2 separate regions of the Mus musculus genome follow, and region 1 is linked to region 2. A link is a contact called in public HiChIP or PLAC-seq data. All regions are on one chromosome and are shown on one strand. The core of a region is the stretch at or near the end of the contact, and the rest is flanking DNA. Distances in the headings are between cores, read along the strand shown. Region 1 has its middle 23 kb from the start of Gm23981. Region 2 holds the start of Ednra (endothelin receptor type A).

What was found. HiChIP or PLAC-seq counts read pairs in DNA pulled down with a chosen protein or histone mark.
Region 1: an H3K4me3 HiChIP or PLAC-seq map of embryonic limb bud shows a contact between it and region 2, with 3 times the contacts expected there. The contact joins the enhancer-like site here to the promoter of Ednra in region 2. A contact is called at or near these places in 9 of 39 promoter capture datasets (the 3T3-L1 cell line, 3T3-L1-derived adipocytes, cranial neural crest and 5 more), 6 of 484 Hi-C or Micro-C datasets (the 3T3-L1 cell line, nephron progenitors and uterus), 4 of 115 datasets of contacts at active chromatin or transcription factors (craniofacial prominence, embryonic limb bud, fibro-adipogenic progenitors and 1 more) and 1 of 9 other capture datasets (adipose tissue).

The regions. Positions count from the first base shown.
Region 1 is chr8:77,828,386-77,833,107 of GRCm38.p6, forward strand. No RefSeq gene overlaps it. Among named protein-coding and RNA genes, the nearest start is that of Gm23981, 23 kb to the left of the region's middle. Within about 2 kb of position 1,301, at least 23 of the 459 cell types and tissues checked have an H3K27ac peak or open chromatin away from gene starts, as enhancers often do. A contact at or near this core is called in craniofacial prominence, embryonic limb bud and second pharyngeal arch cranial neural crest, where this site is marked.
Region 2 is chr8:77,722,715-77,727,487 of GRCm38.p6, forward strand. Ednra (endothelin receptor type A) reads right to left here and starts at 1,738. Exons shown (of 8, transcript NM_010332.2): 1 at 1,382-1,738. LOC108167319 (a long non-coding RNA gene) reads left to right here and starts at 871. Exons shown (of 4, transcript XR_003947564.1): 1 at 871-1,008; 2 at 3,785-3,817.

The sequences.
Region 1 (4,722 bases), core at 51-2,550, 110 kb after region 2:
AGAAGAAAAGACCCCTAAACTATAGCTGTAATTTGAGAATAGAATTGTCCTTAGAAAGACCCCATGCTGTTGAGGGCTCAGAGCGTAAACTCCCTGATGTCATAACAGGCACACAACTGCTTTATGCAATGGGATGTATAGATAGTTCTGGCTTTACATGGGGACAAGGCCAGTTTTCCACTTTGACACTTGCTTGAAACATTGTCCTGTCATCCATGAGGACACTGTCCCATTATTCATGAGAGGTTCTGCCTTTCTTTCTGTTTTTATTATTTCACATTTGTTTAATTCTACTATCAAATACCCCCAATCTAGAGCACAATGTTAAAAACAAGGCCAAACAAAACTTTTGTTTGGCTCTTACAATAGATTTGGAGGGTCTTTTTTGTGTACTTTATTCACAGTTGCAAGTGATACAGCTTTTGAAACAACATAGTTCTGAGAGCTGGCATCTGAGTCTATAAAATGGAGTAGGACTAGGAGTTGGAATGGAACAAAAGACTCATCATATTTTAAAACTTCCACAAACGAAGTTTTCTTCTCCCTCCTCTTCTTCTTCCTTCTCATCCTCTCACACCTCCCCCTTCCTCCTTTTCCTCCCCCTACCTCCTCCTCTTCTACATCAAAGACCCTACCAAGTTCAAGGTGCTTTATTGTAATGGAGCATGCTGCCTCTTTTTGTTCAACATCTCAATATTCTTTGAAATCTTATTGAACACTGTTGTAGATCCTTTACCTTCTTGCCAATTTTTTTTTCCTTCAAGAAACGCTGTCTTCCATGAAATATTCTCTAAAGATCCAATGCTGGGGGTTTTAAGTATTAGAGGGTAAGATGAGCTGGCTAATTTATTCCATGCCCAGTGCTTTGAAACAGGAGTCGAAGTGAATGAAACCCATTAGGTCTGCAGCCTGGCCTGCAGATAGGAGCTGCTTGGAAGCAGGGAGTGGGGCTGGCTTTAATTTACTGTGTGGATCTCAGCCTGCCACATGTCTGCTTTTCATTTGCTTTCATTAGAGAGAGAAACACAGGGCAAAAGCTTTCAGGATGGCCAGAGTTGAAAAGAACCAGTCGCTTGAAGCTCCAAGATTGTTATTTCCATTGAACAATGGGATATTGTTGTAGAGGAGTCCAGGAACTGGGAGCTGGAACTTGGGAAGGAGACCCCAACATCCTTTTTAGAGAGAATTCAGACTGCTTCCCCTACAGATGATGTAGGTGGGCTTGCAGATGGAATGACAGCTTTAGGACCTGGTAGAGTAAGCAGTTCAGACCCCTCCTCTACAGTGTGGCTATTGTCTCTAGATTTTCTCCATGTGGCTTAACATTCAACATATTTTACATCGACTTTAGAACGAATAAGACTTATGCCCTATGTTTCTAGTTAAACACCAATGCTTTCTAAATGAGCTCAAGGCCATGTGTGGTGTTGCCGCGTAGATGCAGGTGGGGAAAAGTCTTGGTGCCCTTTCCCTTGTTCCTGAGTGTCTGCACTGAGCTTCGTTTGTGCAGCTCTGCACTGCCCAGAAGTGGAGTAAGGCAGCCTCCATGATTTATGGAAGCATTTAGTCCCTCAGCCTTTGGGTTTATAATGTCTTGTAAATAAGTAGAAGAAAGCAGAGCCCGCCTCCATCTCCTAGAGAGGATGGAATGTTTCATTATCATGGCTTTAATCTCCGCCTATCCTTTACAAAGGTAACATGCAAAACATCTGGCTTGCTTTGAAGTCAGTTTATTTTACAAAATTAAACTTTCTCAGATTGTGACCCCCTTCCCCCTTTACTGTGCCATGTAATACTTGATTAATTCTGGCACAAGTACACCTGTGTTTATAAACCTGACAATTTAGGCTGGAGATGAAGGAAGTTGGAGTCAGAAATTTGTGCCAAATTAAGTCTATTGGTATGCTCCAGGATTTTTGTTTTTTAAATTTTGCATTCCTGATATCATTATAAACAGTTCCCTGTGTGGACACATATCTTTGCCTTTGAGTATTAAGTCTTTTAAAGAGGCAGTGTATTCAGTGCTATAGATCTTTTTTTGAGAAAGCTAGCTTTAAACCCCAAGTCCACAATGCATGTGAGACCTCTGCAAAGTTACTTCATGTCCTTGGGTCCCAGGAGCCTCAGTTGTAGAACTATAACCACCCGTGATCGCTGTCAACAGGTCTTCATGCCCACGTGTCATGCTTCCCTACCATTCTGACGGAGCTACAAAGACCAATATGATGTCGTGGAAATGATGGCATGTGACTTCTGAGGGTTCCTATCATTATGGCTTCTGTCTTGCTTTTCTTGAATTGTTCAGTCAGGAGAAAATCATGTAAAAGGATTCTTGGAAGCAGTGTGACACTGCCCGAGAAAAGCTCACATGGCTACGGTGTCCTGTCAATACCAGGACTGTACACGTGAGCCATCTCAGAAACAATGGTGGATGTGAGAGCTTCAGATACTGACAACCATGGTTAATGTTTTGACTACAACCTCATGACCTAAAACTACCCTATCGAATGGCTATCGAGTTCCTCACCTGTGGGAAGTGAGTGAGGCAACAAATGTTGCTTCTTGCTTCAAGATGGTGGATTTGGGATAGTTTTCTGAATCATAATGGACATCAGACATTCTGATCAGTTCCTCATCATGAGACTATTGAAGGCATTAAATGCTGAGTTTAACTTTGTGCCTTCGGATTGGCGGTGCCTCCTTCTCCATCTTATTCCTCTGCATCCCTTCAGAGTCCCAGCATCAAACACGCTAGCCACATTGTAGCCCTGCCATCACCAGCTCTTCCTGAAGGATAACCTGGGGCTGAGAAAGGAAGCTCCAGAGAGAGCTTCCGGAGTGCTGTTTGCTTGATGTGTGCGCTCATGAAGTTATTACTGTGACGCTCTCGCTGCATCACTTTTTAATACTCTTGTTGCTAGTGGTGTTTTAATTCTGTTCTGCAGATAAGGGATAAAAAATTTGCATGGTGGCAAGGGCTTCCACTCTGAGCCTGGCCATGCCTCCATTTCTCCAAACTTGCCAACCTACCTCTTCTTTTCCTTGGTTTTAATATGCTTTTCTCAGTTCTCTTTAGCTGATGGTCTATTGCCTACGTATAAAGCTGGCTCACTTTCCTTGGTGAGTTGTCACCTAAGGCTCAGATCTCAGTCTAAATACCTCATCCCCAGGAATACCTCTTAGATGTCATTCTTAGCACCTCTGTCCTTTTAAAGTCTTAACACCAATTCCACTGGTATTTGCTTAGGACTCACCATTTCCCCTGAATGTCAACTCTGTGGACAGCAGGAACTCCAACTGCCTTGTGCTTGTTGCTTAATGTTTAGCTTAGAAAACCCTTCAGTGGATGTTTATTGAATGAAAGAATTTACCTGGGCAAAGTTTTACTTGGTGGATGATTTTCTGGTTTGTTTTGTTTTGTTTTGTTTTGTTTTTTGTTTCTTTCTTTCTTTTAAGTCTTTATTTATCCCTTTAAATAGTGCATGAGTACTATCCAATCTTATAAAACACACTCTTGGTTTAATAATAAAGATGATACATTTGTTGTTAGTAAAATAATTTATCTTTAAAAGTCACTTTACAAAGGCAGTGCATGGTATCACGTAAAATAACAGACTTCCCTGAGGTCTCATATTGTACCTAAGTTTGTTTGTTTGTTTGTTTATTTATTTATTTAAGATTTAATGTACATTTATTCTTAACACGTGGAACATATAGTGTAAAGATTTCATTCTGAATAAATGATATTCATTAAGTTCAAAAGGGGAAAAAGGAGGAATTTACATCAAGATTTTAGCTACATTGTTGAAATACAAATATGTAGATTTTATCACTGAAAAAAAAATCTCAATCGTGTTTCTTCACCAGGAACTTCAACTGAACCTAGAACTTTTTCACACCTCGATTAGAAAGGAAACAAAAACAAAACAAAATCCCAGGGGAAAAAAAAAAAAAACCTCTCTAAATTGATTGGCTGCTGAGCCAGTAAGGGCTTTTTCAGAGATCTGCAGAGCATCGCATCAAGAAGGGCAATGTCGGGCAAGAGATTAAATAGCTGTGTCTCGATTTGTACAGGTCACCAACTTGTTAACTTGCCATACTATAAAAGAGTAACTGGGAAGGGGCCCAAACTGTGAAGAATTCAAGAGTTTGTGCAATGTACAACGTCATACACACACACACACACACACACACACACACACACACACACACACACACACGGCAGTGCAGTTGCTACAGCTAAAGGTTAAAATCTACCAGTTCTACAACCAAGGAGGAGAGAAAGAGGTCAGGGTGTTGTAGGTTCACATATGATACTTTGGAGGCAAAGCCCTTTTTTGTTTTTCTCCTCAACATTTAACTAAAAACATTTTTTAAAATTACAGCTTGCTGCTGACCCAGCGTCTTCTCTCATTTCCATGTGAGACGCTATTATTACAGTATGCTTACAGTATCAGGTGTACAGTACAGTACATGAAAGGATCTACACTCTACTGCACAGGCCTCTCCAGTGAACAGAGCCTGCTCACAACTTCGAACTTCTCGGCTCCTGCGAGATTGTGAATGGACAGCGACAAACCACTCAGCTGTCACCTTTGTCCTTCAGGGTTTTTTTTTTTTTTTTTTTTTTAAATAAAATTATAAGATTTGGCTGACATAAGTTTAGAGAGCATTTGTATTGAGCAAGCAAAATGTGTAGTTTTAATTCATGTAATTGGAGAT
Region 2 (4,773 bases), core at 488-2,987:
CCCTCCCTCCCTCCCTCCCTCCCTCCCTCCCTCCCTCCCTCCCTCCCTCCCTCCCTCCCTCCCTCCTTCCTTCCTCCCTCCTTCCCTCCCTCCCTCCCTTTCTTCCTTCCTTCCTTTCCTTCCTTCCTTGCTTCCCTCCAGCAAAGACACTACCAAGAACTCATTTCTCTTGACACCTCTTGTCAGCTCACCACATCTAAGGGACATCTGTCAAAAACATGTGGATGCCATATTGTTACAGAGTGAAAAACACAAAACCAAATAAAAGAAACCTCTTTCGAATCCATGCTTTCCCAAGGACGGATCTGTAGCTCATTTTGGTATATTTCAGTCAAGCTTTGCCGGGCATCTGGCTCTAGAGCCAGAGCTCTAGAGAAGCAACTCACATTCAGACCAGAAGGACATGTCTATGGAGTCAGCATCTTTCCTTTTGTGGGTCTAGAGTTTGGTGGCATACAAAAGCTGACCCCTTAGTGCTTTCCCTAGTTAATACATCAGATTCTCAGAGCAAATGTCCACTTGCCATTAGTAATTTGGAAAATCCAACGGCGCCCAAACCGCACACATACTTAGGGCAGGTAATTTACATGGTATGGTTGCCAAGGTGTTTCATAGCCAATCTTTAAAAACAGATGAGTTGATGGCTGTGTGGGAATCAGAAACAACTACAAGAAGAAAAAAAAAATTAAACCAAGAACTTTTTTTTTTTCAAGTTCTCTGTGGTTTTGTTCTCTGGAGAAGACAAATTATCCACTCTCCTTGGACACATCCTCTGACTTTCATATGCTTTCGCCCCAGGTCTGCTGGGGTGAGGCCACTAAGGGTGGTGTAATCAGAGGTGGCTTATCTACAAACAGTTCCAGGGTTCTGCACATGAAAGACAAGAAGTGCCCTTTAAAGGACAGGACAGCACTGAGCAAATCGCCCAGACCTCCACCAGCAGGCAGATTTCCAACCCCAGCTGCCATCGTGGTGTGAGGAGGGCTCCACAGAGGTTGGTTCTTCACAGTAAGTGTCCTTGGCACTCAGGGTGCAGGATAGGAAGAGACCAACTTCACCAGGAGGCTTTGGAGCAAGCGCCCTGGGCCTTGATGCGCCTGAAAGCTTGTGTGGAGAAAAAGATCCTCCCACTCCCGGCTCCCCTTTCCTAAAAATCCGAGACAAAGCTCAATGGTCTTGTCCGGTGTCCACCCCCACTCCCCCCAGTGTTCGTCTCCCAGGAAAGCGCCCCACACTGGGCGTCCCGGGAGGTAAGTGCCAGGCCGGTCTGTTGCGTTTCCCTGGAGCTGCGAGACACCCCTGCTCCTCCCAGCAGATTGCCCCGGCAGCGACCCTATCCCTAGTTCCAGCCCTGGTTCCAAAAAGAAAGACTTGCACCGACCTTAGAGCTCCTCGGAAGCAGACAGCTCCAGGTCCGCGCACGGGCCAGCCGGAGCCTGAGCTGGAGAACGAGGGTGGCGCGCAGGGTGGCGGGTGACCAGGGCTGCAGCACAGTCTCAGCTCGGGGAAACTTCCCCGGACAGCCAGGCTTCTCTAGGGGGAGATCTTGCTCAGCCTGCAAGCTCCAGCGATGGTCCGGTGGATCAGAGAGAGGCTCCCCACCTCCTAGACACAGTTGCCAGACTAGAAGGGATGGGTGTGCGCGCGAGGCTCCCAAGGAAAAGCAAACTCCGGAGGAACACGCCTCCCGCGATCTTCCTTAGACTCCACAGGCTCCTAGACCTTCCTCTCTACTCTGGGACCTAACTGCAAGAGCGCTATCCCGCCTGCCCTCCAGGGAGCAGCCACCAAGCTGCAAAGCTGCTGCCCCCGCCAGGCCCTGAAGGGCAGGGATCTTTAACTATTTCCTTCCTGAGAAGTTGGTTAGTCTAGGATGGGTAGGATTGAAAGTAGAGAGCAACAGACCAGACTCAAGGTTGTGCCCTGTTTTAGGAAGAAACTCGAGGCACTTGAGCCCGTGAGTACGGGAGAGTTTGATCAGCAGGGGAAGCCAGGGAATTTGGGCTGTGTCTCCTGTCAACTTTGCTTAGCTTGTTAGCACTCCTCACCTTAGAGGAAGTTATGGAACCCAGGTGGACAGCATGTCTTTGGCTCAAATTTGACCTGCAAGACCACTAAGCCTTAGCCCAAGGCAAAAGGGAGCTGGGGAGTCTGTGGAAGGGTCTAGGGTGTGCTCAGAGAAATGATCATGTCTGACAATGAATGGGGAGACCCTTCAGAAGGCAGTGTCTTTATCACAGAGTGTGTCAAGTCACGATAAGATGGGGAGTGGGAGGAGAGATAAGGGCCAAACATCAGGGCTCCTGGGGAAGAAGGCTTGGCTGTACGGATGCCCTAGGACCTCATTGGTTCCCTACCGTATCTATAGTGGAATTGGACCTCAGTTTGTTCTAGGACCTCTAGGAGAAGGGAGAGACAGGACTTATATCTAGCCCCTGGGAAAGAATTTTAGCAACAGCTTCCTCATAGTGTGGTGGCTAGATTCCAAGAACAAATATCCCAAGAGAAAGGACATAGAAACTGCCACCTACTTAAGGCCCAGGTCCAGATAGTGACACAAAGGGGCTTCTGCTTAATTCTGTCAGTCACCAATTCCAGATTAAAGGGTGAGGGCACAGAGACCCTACTTGACAGGGGTCATTTTGTAAAACTGTCACAGCCATCAGCAGAACACCTCGGTGGAAAGGATTTTAATATTCTTCTGGGACTGTTGGAGCAGGCATTACCCTGTCCACTAATCTAGTGTTTATCTAGCGTTTCTCTAGGAAGGATCCACAAAAATTGTCTCAGTCAGCTCTGAAGGGGTACGCTTTTGTGGCGACAGCTTGGCAGGCTGACATTATTTTCCAGGAAGAAAAGTTATTGCCTTCTTCCAGAAGACTGTTCATAACTTGGTATGTGAAATGTTCTGGATCCCAGGCCCTCTCACCCCGTGACTAGGCACGTGGACAGTGCACCATCTGTGTAACTGAACATGTCTGTCAGGCTAGTCTTTGTAACAGCACCCCCAGGACCCCCTACCTTTTGCTGATCCCACTGTGGTATGGATTAAGCATTAAAAATTTCTCTTTCACATCCCTTAGGACAGTCACTATTTAAACACAAATGAAACTAGAAAATAAACTGGATTGTCAGGGGTGCTGAGAGGCAAACTCCTGACTACTGAGGCAACAGCAGTGGGAGCCCAATGGTGCTCCTCAAATAATTATGACTAAAATTACCAAGGGTCTAGCAATTCCAGTCCTGAATATGTGTATAAAATGGGCAACAAGGTTGGTGTTGTAGACAGAGTGAGGCTGAAGAACACAGAAACAGAATGGATGTTGGTCTGTGTTTTTTCTAAGGTTGGGCCCAAGAGACACATCAGCAGGAAGGTGCCTGCTTGTTTAGCATCAAGTTACTTCAGGTTAGTGTTTGTGTTAAATATTCAGAGAGAAAGAATTCCAGCTAACTGGCATATTTGGGAAATGTGCTTATTTGTACGTGAGTGTGTGTGTGTTTGAGTGTGTGTATGTGTGTGTGAGTGTGTGTATGTGTGTGAGTATGTGTGATGGTGAAAGATGACCTTGGGAAGTTGAGTGTGAGGCTTCAGTGCAAACGCCTTCACCCACTGAGTTATCTTCCAAACCCTTGATGTTTAACTGATTCCCCCAAAGGTCAGATGACAGCTTAGTTTCTTCTTAATGACATGGACTTCAGCTTGAGTGAGTCCATTTCGAATGTGTTTCTGTGCTGTTCTGTTGTTGTTTGCTTGTTTCAATTAACGCCGTGATCACATTTACAGAAAGGACCTAGAATAGTCAAAACCACAGAGAAGGTAAGCTGGTGACTCCTGGGGCTTGGAGAAGGGGGCTCACTGTTTCATGCGTTTCACTGTGTTTCACATGTGTTTCACTGTTTCATGCGTTTCACTGTGTTTCACTGTTTCATGCGTTTCACTGTGTTTCACATGTGTTTCACTGTTTCATGTGTTTCACATGTATTTCACTGTTTCATGTGTTTCACATGTGTTTCACTGTTTCATGCGTTTCACTGTGTTTCACATGTGTTTCACTGTTTCATGCGTTTCACTGTGTTTCACATATGTGTTTCACTGTTTCATGCGTTTGAGAGGTTTACTTTGGGTGATACTGAGGCTCTGTGATTCCGTGGTGGGAGCTGCACAACAATGGTGACATACTTAGTGCTCATGTACTGTGCACTGGAAAAGGTTAAAGCCACACATTTATACTATGCCTGGTTTGCCAGGAGGAAACAAATCTTCATGTTGAGATAAAAACCCACATTGCTGTGTGTTCTGTTTATCTATAAAGTAAATTAACTAAGAAAGACTTCATATCCAATAAACGTGCTTATGGAAGCCTTCAGACAGACCTGTAGCTAGGAAGCTTAGCCCTGCCTCATTGGAGGTGAGATCCTGTAGACTCTCTTTGTGGCTGTGAATTTAGCTTCTTTTCTCTGTTTTACTTTGAGGGCAATGACTGCAGTGAACTCCAATCAATCTCTTGGTGACGTTAGCGTCTGTTTCAGCTTTCCCTTCCCTGTAGCAAGACTCTCTCTGCCTCCGCCTCTGTGCTCTCTGTTGAGTTTCTGGTAGTACCTAAGGGGAGTCAGGATATTTCTTTCCAAGTTTTCTAAGCTTGACTTTCAAAAGTTGTTTGTTTTCCCTGAAAGGAACATTTAGGCTTGATGGTTTTCTAGACTTCAGGGAAACTTACTTTCCTTCTGCCTCCACCAGCTTGCTCAGTGAGCATTTCTGTCTTGGCACTTTTA